Regions from separate parts of the Gossypium hirsutum genome. Here regions 1 and 3 are each linked to region 2. Evidence: chromatin contacts called from public Hi-C data. All regions are on one chromosome and are shown on one strand. Each heading gives the region's core, a stretch centred on a gene start, on an enhancer-like site or on the middle of the called end of the contact. The rest is flanking DNA. Distances are from core to core; before and after follow the strand shown. Region 1 holds the start of LOC107921426 (non-specific lipid-transfer protein 4). Region 2 holds the start of LOC107922578 (zinc finger protein SHOOT GRAVITROPISM 5). Region 3 holds the start of LOC107921200 (non-functional NADPH-dependent codeinone reductase 2).

Region 1 (4,452 bases), core at 805-3,304, 450 kb after region 2:
ATTATCTTTTAGTTTTTATTTCTACATAATATATTTTATATATATCCGCATGAAAAATTATATTTATTAAATTATAATTTTTTATTTTAAATGATGCATTTATAGGGTTTGATCAGCATGTTTAATTGCAAATTCATTTATTCAAATTTTTTAACTTCAATTTATATATTTAAAGGTGTTGATCAGTGCTTTCATTTATGAGTTAAGATTGCTACTAAATCCGCTCTTTAAAAAGGGATAAAAATGTTGTGAGGCATTTCTTATTTAACACCTTTCCAAATAGACACTTTTTCTTTTATGTCTTTTTTAAAGATTATATATTAATTGTTAAATTTCAATTTTGGTCCTTATATTATGTTTAATTTTGAAATATAATCTCTATTTTTATATAATTTGGTATCTCAACTTTTATAATGTCATTAGTTAATCTAAATATTTTATTTTGATTAAAATATTGAGTGAATTTATAATAATTGTTAATATCATTAAAATTATGTATTACATTCAAGTCCATTACAATATTATCTTATTTTGTTACATGGATACAAATGAGTATTCTTTTTTTTTTTTAATTTCAATATGTCACACTAGAGAATTTAACAAAAAAAAATTAACGGTGTTAATAACTAGATCCAAAAAATAAAATAACTAAATTCCTAAAAATAAAAATATAATCATTAAATTCCAAATATAAGAATTTAAAATATATTTTAACTTTACAATTTAATCCAAAAATAATTAATCCAATGCGAAATCTATTGTAGTAACAAATTATTATTATGGTTTGCATTGATGGAGAGAGAGAGGGTTTGTATTTAAGGATTATTATTATTATAATGTAAAGGTGAAGGTACATAAAAGAAGACGTAGGTGTTGAAGCAACCTCCACATCTTACACAAATTCTCAACATTACATTAAAACTAATATATGAATCACCAAGTAACCATGCACCAATACTTTATTCATAGCTCTCAGCTTCTCCCTCCTACAAAATCACCCATTATTCTCCTTCATCGTTGCCTTCTTATGGGACTGTATACCCTGAAAAGTGTCGAAATTTTACTAGTTAGCCTCAACATATTGGAATACTTTTTTTAAAAATTTTAAAAATATATATGTCATTTTAATGATATCAAATAATATAACTATATAAAATACTTAGTTTTCAATAATATATGCCATTTACTCTAAAAATATTATCCACTAAGATATATTTTTCTTTTTATTTATAGTAATAAAAATTAGCAGTAAAAATAATCATAAACTTAACAAATTATTTTTAAATTTTAATTTATTTTTTAACAAATTATATTAAAAGATTTTTTTCCCCCAAAATGGGTGGTATGAATTCTAGTCTAGTTAATTTTATAAGGGGAAAAAAGTTAAAGCCCGTTTAAAAATGAGAATGTCTTGGACCAGTCAGCTTGGTCTTGATGTTCTGGGGTTGCCGAGCTTGTGCTAATCACTTTAGGGCTTTACGTTTATACCTTTAATCTTCAAAACCAAGCCCAAAAGGAAACATGCACATGCACAATGGCCGTTGTTATTTGCCAGTCTTGAGCCCAAAACATGGCATTAATTTATGTAAATGTTTGGTTAAGTTAAACACCACTTTCAAAAGATAAAGAAGAGAATGAGGTAGTGTACTTACTTCCACATTTTTTGCCAGCTTGCCTGTTCCTAATATTGCATTTTTTGGGAATGGCAATAGCAATCCCAGGCATGATCCCGGCCTGCTTTGCCAATGGTGATAGCAAAATAGCACAAAGGCACCTTGGAGAAGTCCTGAGTAAGGCACCCACCTTGGCGCAGCAAGCTGGAGGAACTTTAGCCCTTGCATTCCGAGCCGCTCCCAGGCATGGGCTTAAGCTTGCTGCAGCCGACCTGATTGGGGTCCTCCCGCACTCTCCTGCTGCACCTGCATCACTGACCAATGCATTCAAACTTATCGAAATCAAAAACAAAACAACCAGACAATAAGGTTTCAAGCTCAAAGCCATCTCTGTTACACTCCGCGAAACTCACTCTTTTTCCACACTGATTTTGCTGACCTCCACCAATGCATATTTATACACATATTTTAATAATAAAAAAAAGGGTTTCGGCCTGTGGGGTGGTGAAATTTGGGTTTAGTGCGGTGGTTGTGGGAGACTTACGTGGAAGCATTTTGTGTCTTCTTCTTCCCTCAGGTTATTCAAGATGTAATGATTAGTTGAATGTTCCCACTGAAAGGATCCATCGCTTGTTACTTTGGTAGATTTTGGTTCATAAGTAGAATGCTATTTCCTTGGCTTTTTGTTAAATTTTTTCTGGCATGTTCTCTTCTTCAGATTGCCTTAGGGTAGGTGGCAGTGTTAACATATGCATCAAAGGGTTTCCGTTATCTTTTTGGCATTCTTGGAGCTTTCAATAATTTGCTCCACTATGATATATTGAAATATATTAGACTATACGTGGCTTAAACTTATTAACCAACTGCTGGATATGACATGATCTCAATAAGAAAAGCATATACTTGACGTATGTGCTCTCCTATATGCTTTCATATCCTAATTGTTTCTTAAATATCAACACCATGCATGATCAATGAAAATCAAAGCAGAAAATAATAAAAACAACATATATTTAGTGACTTCAACCAATAATCTGAAATTAAATCAAGAGTCAAGCAAATTGGATTACAACCTAATTATTAGTCATTATTGTCCCCAAACACACTCCAACTAAAAAAACATATCTTATTACATAATTTACTATTTGCTTCATTTTATACTTTTTTTAGTAAATTTAATATATTTTTTACTATTAAAAATAAAATATTTATTTTATAAATTATTAAGAGAATATATATTGTTCAATATTACCACATTTGTAGTCTTGAGGTTGATATTATTTTCTTGACAAAAATATTATAGTGAAAGGTCTGACAATTGTTTAAATTTTAATGATAAGAGTTTTAATTTTACCAACAATATTATATGATATTTTTAAAAGCTTTGCTTGAATATTTTTAATCAAATATTGAGAATAGAGGGGTCAGATATATGAAGAGAGCAATGTACAGTCTAAAGGTATATCTATCTGCACCAAAAAAATTTATTTGAATTGTTGATGCAAGATTTAGTGATGAAGGTTGATGAGGAATTATACGAAGGTGCAAAGAGTCTATTAATGTTGTTCTTGTGGGATTGGAGAGGAATAGAAGGTTCTAGAGAATGCTTGATAGAGTTTTGATATGTAAAGTAATGTATTGGAGTCATCTACACAATATAGAATGTTTATATAGCTGAGGGCTTGATGTGGTTCCTTGGATAAGTGTTTTCCTGAAGGAAGTTAATAGTTGAGTCATTGTGGGCCATCCTGCATGTGCACCTCAATTTGATTAGAGGATTTGTTGTTTTACTATGGAGCCCCCCTGTAGGTCCTAATAGCAATGGCTATGAGCGAAACATGTAGGAGATGGGTCTTGATGCAAGATTTAGCCTAAGCACGATGCTCATGCAGCGTGAGGTGAGGTGTGCGCCCTTTAGGCGAGGTAGCTTTTGATCATATGTGTGAGCTCTTTCTTGTTCTCTTCCTCGGTTGAGGATGGTTGACCTCGCATGGTTGTTACATATAATACTTTTTCTTTAGTTGAGGAGAAAATTATAAAGTGATCTTCATCGAGAAATAAACTTATTGTAGATGGTGGTGAAAATGTTTTGCTTTGCCGATATATAATTTTGAGCTCTAGGGAAACAAAAAATTCGATAGTGCTCAAAGTGGTTGTATATGTAAGCAATCACAGAAGTTATTCCAGCAACTACTTGTTTCTTAAATGTCAGCGTTATTCATAGTTGCTCATAGGTTGGGTCGGATTTGAATTGGGTTCATGCAAGGTACTTAGACCAATTTTTTCAAGTCTGGGTTTGGCCTAGCCTGAAAAATAGGCTTACATTTTTTTGCCCAAGCTTGATCCAATTTAAGAAAGGTAAATCCAGATCGACTTGACCTGTCCATATTTCTTTCTTTTTAAATTAGTTTTTATTTAAAAATATTTTTTTAGAAAACATAATATACTAAAGGCCTAAATTCACTAAAAACGCTAAAATAAAAGTTTTCTAACACATTAAAAATACATTAGAAGGTATTTATGTCACACGCCAAATTTGGCGGATCCGAGAAGGCGTGTAGATGTGAAATTGTCTGTTTTGGCGCACTTTGATAGTTAGTCCACAAATTTATAAGCTTCTAGCGAACTAATGTTTGGTGCATACCCACCTATGGAAGTTTTCTGGATTTAATTCTCGTAGCATTCTTCAATTGAAGGAGTATGACAAACAAAGAGTATGACTCGAAAGTTCTGGTTGAGTATAACACGCCTATCAAGCATATGAGGAAGTTGTAGAGCATTAAAGTTCCTTTAAGGCCATGCCATATATGAGTTATCAGCAATAGGTATAGTATGCCAA
Region 2 (4,578 bases), core at 706-3,205:
CCATATAAAGTAAGTGAGAATTATGTTCAAAAAAGAAACAAAGTAAGAATCAAATCAACAAAACTAAAATGTGTATAGCATGTGCAAATTTATTACTTTTATGCATATTTTATTTTACATTCTTTCACATAATTAATTATGAAATTTATAAAACTAACGAGTTTAATTAATTAGTATAAGTTATCTATCTTTAAAAAATATATACAGGAGAGCATTATGTTGCAGGCATGAGATCAATTTATAAGTTTTTGATGTTCTAAATTCATTGTAAAATATTTAATTAAAAAACTTAATATTTTATTGAATTAATATTTTTAATTTCACTCATTGAACATTATTTTCATTTAATAAAATATGATTAATAGATTTTTCCATGTAAAATTTAAATTTTTTTATTGGAATAATATTTTAATTAAGATCATTTTTATTTAATAAATTATAATTAATAGACTTGCTTATATGATAAAAATTATAATATTACTTAAAATTTTAAATAATATGTTGTTATAAAGAAGTAATTTAATAAAAGAAATGTACTTCATAACTATGCTTATTGTGGGGATGGCACGAGCCCCGATCTCCCCCAATATGGAAAACTTTTCATTTAGGCCCTTTAAAATTTTAAATTAGTAAAGGTAAAATTACACCTTGACCCCTTAAAATGATAAAAATTTGATTTAATCCTTTAAAAAATATAAAGATATAGGCTATTAAAATGATAAATTATATTTTTACTATAGTAAAAATTACAATTTAATTTTGGTCCCCTAAAAAAATTTTATGATTTCCCCTCTGGTTATAAGTGAATTGTTTTAAATGATTAAAATAAAAATATAAAAGTTGATTCTACTAAAATTTTGATTATTATAATGAAATATTGTTATAACAAGTTATCATTAAAGAAAGTAATTCAAACACATTATTTGATAATTGAATTAAAATGTTGATTGAATAAGTGGGGTAGTAAAAAAGATTCTGTTAATATTTATCGATATGTTATTTAAACCATTATCATCATCTATAGGGTTTACACAATTCCATGATGATAATTAACGATGTTTTATGATAAAAGAATAAGAGTGTTTGTTGGAACCCATGCAAACCCATTTCATATACAGAGCCAATATGATCTTATATATAATATTGTTATTTAATATCACAATGTAGATACGTACTTCAATTGAGTTGAATTTCATCACTGTAATTCTATCTTTAGCTCAAATACTTTTCATTCAAAACTTTATTTTTTCAACTTTTTATATGTATAGGCAAAATCAGTATCTACCACAATAACTCTTTTGAGCTCATTAGCTGAGTGATAAAACAGTAACTTTCTGGCAAATAGAATTATTAGGGTTCCAATATCCTTTTTTCTTTATTGGAGAAAGAGTTACATAATGAGGAATAGGGCAAATTTTGAAGGATGGGGAGGAGATTTTAAATAAGTAAAAGAAAAAGAGAGAAAAAAAAATTCTCTTATAGAAATGATTACAACCTTCTTGAAAGTGACAAATCTTGTTTCCCTCATCTTTAGAAAAACTGAAAGAAAACAGTACTAATTTAGGGTTTTAGTTAAATTTTGCTTAATCAAACAAATAATCCATTTTCACCCCCCCCCCCAAGATTTACATCTCAACTTTTTCTCACAAAAGGGAAATGAAAAGAGAAAAAAAAAAGGTCAGGTGGAAATGGAAGGGAGGTGTGGCCTGCAGTTCCTATTCATATATACAAATAGGAATAATATATGAATAATAAAGAAATAAATTCATGCAAATTACTGTGTGATTGAATAATGACAGTTTGTTTTGTTGTGGGGATGATTTTTTGTTCCTGTCCAAATGCCTGTGTGTTATTATGTGGGTGTGGGCCCCCAAAACACAAGCATTTGTGATTGAATCAGCCCCCTCTCCTCTCTCTCATTCAAAGGAGCTTTATAAGTAAGACTTGCCTCAACCTTACCTGTTCATGGTGGGGGTCTAATTGAAACAGCAAAACCAAGAAAACTTTTTTTAAATAAAGCTTAAAAGAAAGAAAGTTGATGGCAGAAAGCAATAGCTTTTTCTTCTTCTCCATGTTCCCTTCCCTCTCTCTCTGATCCCCATTTTCCTTTGTGTAGTGTTATCAGTAAAGCTGAATTTCCCCTCCCCCACTAGCTACTCCAAGCCAAGCCCTCCACCACCTGTACAGCTAAAGCAAGATTGATTGATTTGTTTTTTCACTTCAAACTCCATCACCCACACAACACATATAGTGAACTGCAACCATCACTATGTTAGACAACAACTCTTCAATTTCTGCTGCACCCCTTCCATCTTCCTCCTCTGATCCCCTCACTCCTTTGGAAAATGGGGCCACCCATAAAAGAAAAAGAAAGCCAGCAGGCACCCCAGGTTGTACTAGCTTATATGTTTTAATTCATTAGTTTAATACCCTATTCTTCTGTTTTTTGTTTTGTTCATAATTGAATTGATTTTGTGTTTGTAGATCCTGATGCAGAGGTGGTTTCTTTATCTCCAAAAACGTTGCTGGAATCGGATAGATATGTTTGTGAGATCTGCAACCAAGGGTTTCAAAGAGACCAGAACCTGCAAATGCATAGGAGAAGGCATAAGGTGCCATGGAAGCTGCTGAAAAGGGAATCACAAGAGGTGAAGAAGAGGGTGTTCGTTTGCCCCGAGCCAACCTGCTTGCACCATGACCCTTGCCATGCTTTAGGTGATCTGGTTGGCATCAAGAAACATTTCCGGCGGAAACACAGCAATCAGAAACAGTGGGTTTGCGAGAAATGCTCTAAAGGTTACGCTGTTCAGTCTGATTACAAGGCTCATCTCAAGACTTGTGGCACCCGAGGCCATTCTTGTGACTGTGGCCGTGTCTTTTCCAGGTCACTCTCACTTCACTTCTTCATACCCCCAAAATACAACCTCCTCTTTCCTCTTTCCTCTCAATTTTTTTCCACATTCAAACCCTAAAAATACCCTCAAAATTATCCTAAAAAACGAAATCCAAGATTGATTTCCTCTTCCCTATTCCCCATAACATGTTTTTGTTTGTTTACTTAATTAAAACCCAATTACACGCAAAATAGTCGTTTACAGACACTAGAATTCAGACCCCAGTTCATTTTTTAATTAGTATTTTAATACAGGAAACCTAGTCTCATAATCCGACCTATAGTTAACTAAAGTCAATTTTATATTGCTTTGTTCCTCGTTAACCCTACATGAAGAGGACTTGGTTGCTTCCTTGACTTAGTCTGTATAATCCAAACTTGATTATTTAAAAATGGAACAGTCCAAATTCTCATCTAATCTGTGTCGTTTCAGGGTGGAGAGTTTCATTGAACACCAAGATGCTTGCACCATTCGACGAGTTCAACCTGAGTTGCAGGCGCAGCTGCAACCTGCAGCAGCCTGCTCCTCTCGAACGGCTTCAAGCACTAGTCCTTCAAGCGATGCCAACTTTAGCATCGCCCCATTGCATGGATTGCCGATAACAAAATCAACGGAGCCTGTTTTCTTGTACAAGCGTGTGTCTGGTTCAGACCATCAGCGCCAACAACTGCAACACAATCTTGAACTTCAACTTCTACCTTCATCAACCGCTAACTCGAGGGATTCAGATGAGGAGTACGCTACACATTTGAAGCTATCGATAGGGTCCAACGACGGTGGTGAAAAGAATGCAAGTGAAACGACATTGGAAGCTACTAGGTTGAAAGAGTTCGCAAGTGGGCAGCTAAAGTTGGCCATGGCCGAGAAGGCCTACGCCGAAAAGGCTAGACAAGAAGCTAAGAGGCAGATCGAGATGGCTGAGCTTGAGTTCGCTAGTGCAAAGAGGATAAGGCAACAAGCGCAAGGTGAACTGGAGAAAGCTCAAGCCTTGAAAGATCAAGCCACAAAGAAGATAAGTGCTACAATCATGCAGATCACTTGTCAAACTTGCAAGCATCAGTTCCAAACATCAACAGCTGCTGGTCCAGATGATGAGACCTCACTTGCTATGAGTTACATGTCTTCGGCCACAACAGAAGGGGAAGGAGAGTGACGGCAAGTTGATCATGCAATGATAAATGATCAACCCCCATTAGCCCTTAAATCTCTTTGTTCTTTGATCTGCATGTTGAGTTTTTCTTTGCTTTGTCAACTAGTTTTTCTTCACTTATTCTAACCACTATCGTGGATTTGATATAAGAAAAAGAAGAAGAAAATGGTCGTTTTAAGCAGTTCTTGAATCGATTTACTATATCTTCATTTGTTTAATAGAAAAAAAAGGGGGGGGGTAGACATTGCAATTTAATTAAATGCAGTGTGACGTACAGTATCTATATAAGATATATGAACAAATGGTCATGCCTTGAGATTTTCTCAACCGCTTATTGCACTGCTACACCTGCAGGTATGCCATGTGAATGTTTTAAACATCAGGGCACATTTTTATCGTCCGCTTGACTTCAAATATGCTGAATCCCATCATAAAGCTTGGAGAGTAACCAATCATTTCAGATTATTCTTCTAGCCACTAGCCTAAGCCTTATATATACTTGTGTGTGTGTGTGTGTGTGTGAAACTTATTGAA
Region 3 (4,240 bases), core at 93-2,592, 260 kb after region 2:
CTTAAAACGGAAACATATTAAGAAACCAACAAAGAACCATCCACTTTTTAAGAGAAACTGTCGATGGGTGATGGAGTGTCAATAACAATTGACATTATCATCTATCCATCACAATTTGTAAAGACGTTAAAGATACCCACAAAATAAATCATGAAGTGAAAAAGGAGAAAAAAAGAAAAGAAAGACAGGCCAGTAGTAGCCAACCCGGAGATTGGCACCGTCGTCGGGCAAAATACAAGAGAAGAAACAAATAACTTGGAGAAAAAATAGAATATTTTTTAGGGTTTTATAAAATTTTTAAAATTAAAATGAGAATTAAATATTACTTTATAATTGAAATGGTTATGTTGGTTGGTAAGTTTTATGAAATTTTGGGTTCAAATCCTATGTTTTACTAGATTTTGTATGAAAAAAAGATAAAAATATCTTCAAAATAGTATTTATTATTTTTTAAAATAAGGCTTAATGCACACTTTAGTCCTTGAAATATATTGCTTTTCTCAATTTGGTCCTTAAAGTTTTATTTTGCCTACTTCAATCCCTAACATTATTAGACATTCCTAATTTAGTGACCAAAACATTGAACAGAGAAGGTTTGATAATGATAAGGACTAAATTGAGAACATCAAATAATGTTAAAGATTGAAGTGGGCTAAGAAAAAACTTTAGTCACCAATGTAAGAAACTGGTATATTTCAAGAACTAAAGTGTGCAATAAACCTTTAAATAATAGTCTTATAGTAATTTAAAAACTGAGTTAAAGCTTAATTGAGAGTGATCAACTCAATCAACCTCTTTTTAAATAGTATAGATACTCCTCCTAATATTATTATTGTAAAAAACGTTATTTAATATTAAAAACACGTTTTTTTTAACAATTTTATCATACATTCTATTATATTTATTCTTTTTGGGATAATACCTAAAACTACCTATAATACGCTTCAATTTACTCGAACTAATTACCTCCTCTTATATTGACAACAATACACATGACAATCAAATTAAGACTCCATCAACATCAAAAATACATTTTTGAATCTCAAGCCACAAGACACAATCTCAAATCTCATTAACACCAACAAATTTGATCATTGTCTTTACACGTTATATCAAGGTTGAAAATATTCTTCTTCTTCTTTCGATTTTCAAAGAATGGGGTGTTGGTCAATAATGAACACCCACTTATTCCGCGGGGGGATTGTATTTATTCATTATTTAGATAGAATTCTTTTTCTAATAATGAACACCCACTTGAATTTATTTATTATTTAGATAGAATTCTTTTTCTAAATAGAAAAAGACGTCCATCAAAGTAATAATTAAAAAAGACCAATGACTCAAAAATTTGTAATATATATGAGATGGCATGGTGAAGGATACTATTGACAGATACAGTAAACATGGATGCTAGAACCAAAATGCAAGAAAGCAGTTCACAGTTGTCTGCCACTTCATATCAAAGCGTCCCAACTTTCCCTCTTCATTCAACCAATGAGAAAGCTATTCCCCTTCTAGGTTTTGGCACAGCCGAATACCCTTTCGGTGCTTCCATCGATACCATGAAACAAACCATTCTCGAAGCTATCGAAGTAGGGTACCGTCACTTCGATACGGCTGCTCTTTACCAAACTGAACAGCCTTTAGGTGAAGCAATATCAGATGCTCTTCGTCTAGGGTTAATCAAATCCAGAGACGAACTCTTTATCACTTCCAAGCTCTGGTGTAGCGATGCACACCATGATTGTGTTCTCCCAGCACTCAAAAAAACACTCAAGTATTATCCCTTTGTTCCCTTGATGTTTTCACTATGTGCTTTTTATTGGTTTACTTATTGTTTCTTGATTTGTATAGAAATTTGAAGTTGGAATATCTTGATCTGTATCTGATTCACTGGCCAGTGAGCGTGAAGCCTGGGGAATATGAGTTGCCTGTTAAGAAGAAGGACCTTGTTCCTATTGATCTAAAATCTGTGTGGGAAGCAATGGAGGAGTGTCAAGCTCTTGGCCTAACAAAATCTATAGGAGTAAGCAATTTCTCCTGCAAGAAACTCGAAACTATCCTTTCCACTGCCAAAATCCCACCTGCAGTGAACCAAGTGAGGACCACTTTAATTTCTACCTAATGTTTTGTATCATCTGCTTAATGTTTTTCAATTAAAATTAATAGTATAAGTAACTAATGATGGATTCGTATGAATTGATGTATGGGGTGAAAGGTGGAGATGAACCCAATGTGGCAGCAAAAGAAACTGAGGAAGTTTTGCGATGAGAAGGGCATACTTATCGAGTCTTACTCTCCTTTGGGGGCAAAAGGAACGCTGTGGGGAACAAATCGGGTGATGGAATGTGAGCTACTCAAAGAAATTGCCCAAGCCAAGGGAAAATCGCTTGCTCAGGTTTGTTTGAGATGGGCATATGAACAAGGAGTATGTGTGCTTGTGAAGAGCTTCAACAAGGAAAGGATGAAACAAAACCTTGATATCTTTGATTGGAAGCTCAGTGCTGAGGAGTCTCGCAAGATAAGCCAACTTCCACAGTTCAAAGGGTTTCCAGCTGGGGAATTTGTATCAGATGATGGTCCTTACAAGTCTCTTGAAGAGCTTTGGGATGGAGAGATTTGATTTTCATTATCTACCGGATTTATTACAAATAAACCAAATGGACCCATATGCAAATCTTTATAGTTTGGTGGTATTGTGTATATATGGGACCATCATTTTATTGTGTTGGAACCAGCATTTAGCAGACGAGAACTATGGGGACAATAAAATGTGATTGTGGAGCTTATTGAGTCAAGAGTCATCCTATTTTTCTGTTTGTCCTTTCTTGTGGAGTAACATGTTGCAAGTATTAGAAAATCACCGGAAAGTACTGAAAATAATTTTTGGAATTTTTTCCCATATTTACCTTTTGAAAAAACATAACTTATTTTCTAGAAATAAAAACTCCAGTGATTTTATTTTTATATAAAAATTAATTTAAGTAAAGCTTAATATTATTATATTAATAATAATTTTTTATTTTTATGTTTAAAATATGTAAAATTAATAAAATATTAATATAAAATATTATAATTTTCAATATTATCAAACATACATATTTAATTATCTATATCTAATCATATAATAAATTATTAATATTATTTAATATTTCAATTTTATTTTAATAATAAATTTTAAAAATAATAATGTTAAATAATATTCATCATATATTATTGAAAAAATATTCAATATTAATATTTTAAATAATAAATATCTATTAAAATTATAAATATTTTAATAGTAAATGTTTTGTAGTATAAATGTTAAAATGTGCCATAAGTCTATGTACTCTTCACAAATTTGAGATTTCGTCCTTGTACTTTTATTTGCAATAATTTAGTCATTTACTTTTTAGAATTGAAAATTAAGTCTCATTGTTAACATTGTTATTTTTTTTGTCAATTTTTTTGATGTCACATTTTTAAATAAAAAATACTCGGTATTTATGTAATTAAAAAAATGACATTATAATGAACATGAATTTAACAAAGTATTTTAATAATGCTAATAGCTGAACCTGAATTTTGATATCTAAAAAGTAGGACTAAACCAAAAATAAAAGCACATTGACTAAATTTCTAATTTATGAAGAGTACAAGGACTTATGACATATTTTAATCTAGTATAAAAATATGAATATTTTAATTATATAAATATGAGTATTTTTTTTAAAATAATGTTTAGTTTCATTTATCCCTTACAACTCTAATGTGTGAATATGTACTCTCATATATGTAATATATATAATTTAAATTAAGTTTTAATTCAACATTATTTATTATTAAGTTTATATATGACATTGATTAATACAAAATATTTTCTTATTATAAAATAAATTTCGATTGTTAAAAGAAAATTGCACTATAATATTTTAAAACAAATATATCTATGCCGTGTTTGTTTTACAAAGAATAATATAAAATATAAAATTATATATATATATTAAACTCAATTAAACAATAAAAAGATAAAGAAAATCTCGAATGTATGTTTGTTTCATTGAAAATAGTTTTTGTGAAATATTTTCAGGAAACCTGTCAAACAATAAAAAATATTTTATACTAATTCATCCGAACACTAGAAAATATTAATTTTTTCATAAAATAAATTATTTTCTAAAAATTATTTTTCAAAAATAATTTTCACTGAAAAAAACAGAACCAATGTCAGAAAGTCAGAATGGAAAACATAAAGAAT

The links. Hi-C and Micro-C count contacts between places; a contact is called where the count stands out from the background.
Region 1: a contact with region 2 is called in a Hi-C map of leaf, with 1.8 times the contacts expected there. The contact joins the promoter of LOC107921426 here to the promoter of LOC107922578 in region 2. A contact is called at or near these places in 5 of 34 Hi-C or Micro-C datasets (all in leaf).
Region 3: a Hi-C map of leaf shows a contact between it and region 2, with 1.9 times the contacts expected there. The contact joins the promoter of LOC107921200 here to the promoter of LOC107922578 in region 2. A contact is called at or near these places in 4 of 34 Hi-C or Micro-C datasets (callus, hypocotyl and leaf).

What each region holds. Positions count from the first base shown.
Region 1 is chrD01:42,748,714-42,753,165 of Gossypium_hirsutum_v2.1, forward strand. LOC107921426 (non-specific lipid-transfer protein 4) reads right to left here and starts at 2,055. Exons shown (of 2, transcript XM_016851277.2): 1 at 1,653-2,055; 2 at 809-1,042. The coding sequence starts at 2,001. The coding sequence ends at 1,026.
Region 2 is chrD01:42,300,212-42,304,789 of Gossypium_hirsutum_v2.1, forward strand. It overlaps LOC107922578 (zinc finger protein SHOOT GRAVITROPISM 5), which reads left to right and starts at 1,956. Exons shown (of 3, transcript XM_016852668.2): 1 at 1,956-2,390; 2 at 2,485-2,884; 3 at 3,327-4,234. The coding sequence starts at 2,270. The coding sequence ends at 4,047.
Region 3 is chrD01:42,560,338-42,564,577 of Gossypium_hirsutum_v2.1, forward strand. LOC107921200 (non-functional NADPH-dependent codeinone reductase 2) reads left to right here and starts at 1,343. Exons shown (of 3, transcript XM_016851082.2): 1 at 1,343-1,777; 2 at 1,855-2,098; 3 at 2,219-2,798. The coding sequence starts at 1,404. The coding sequence ends at 2,623.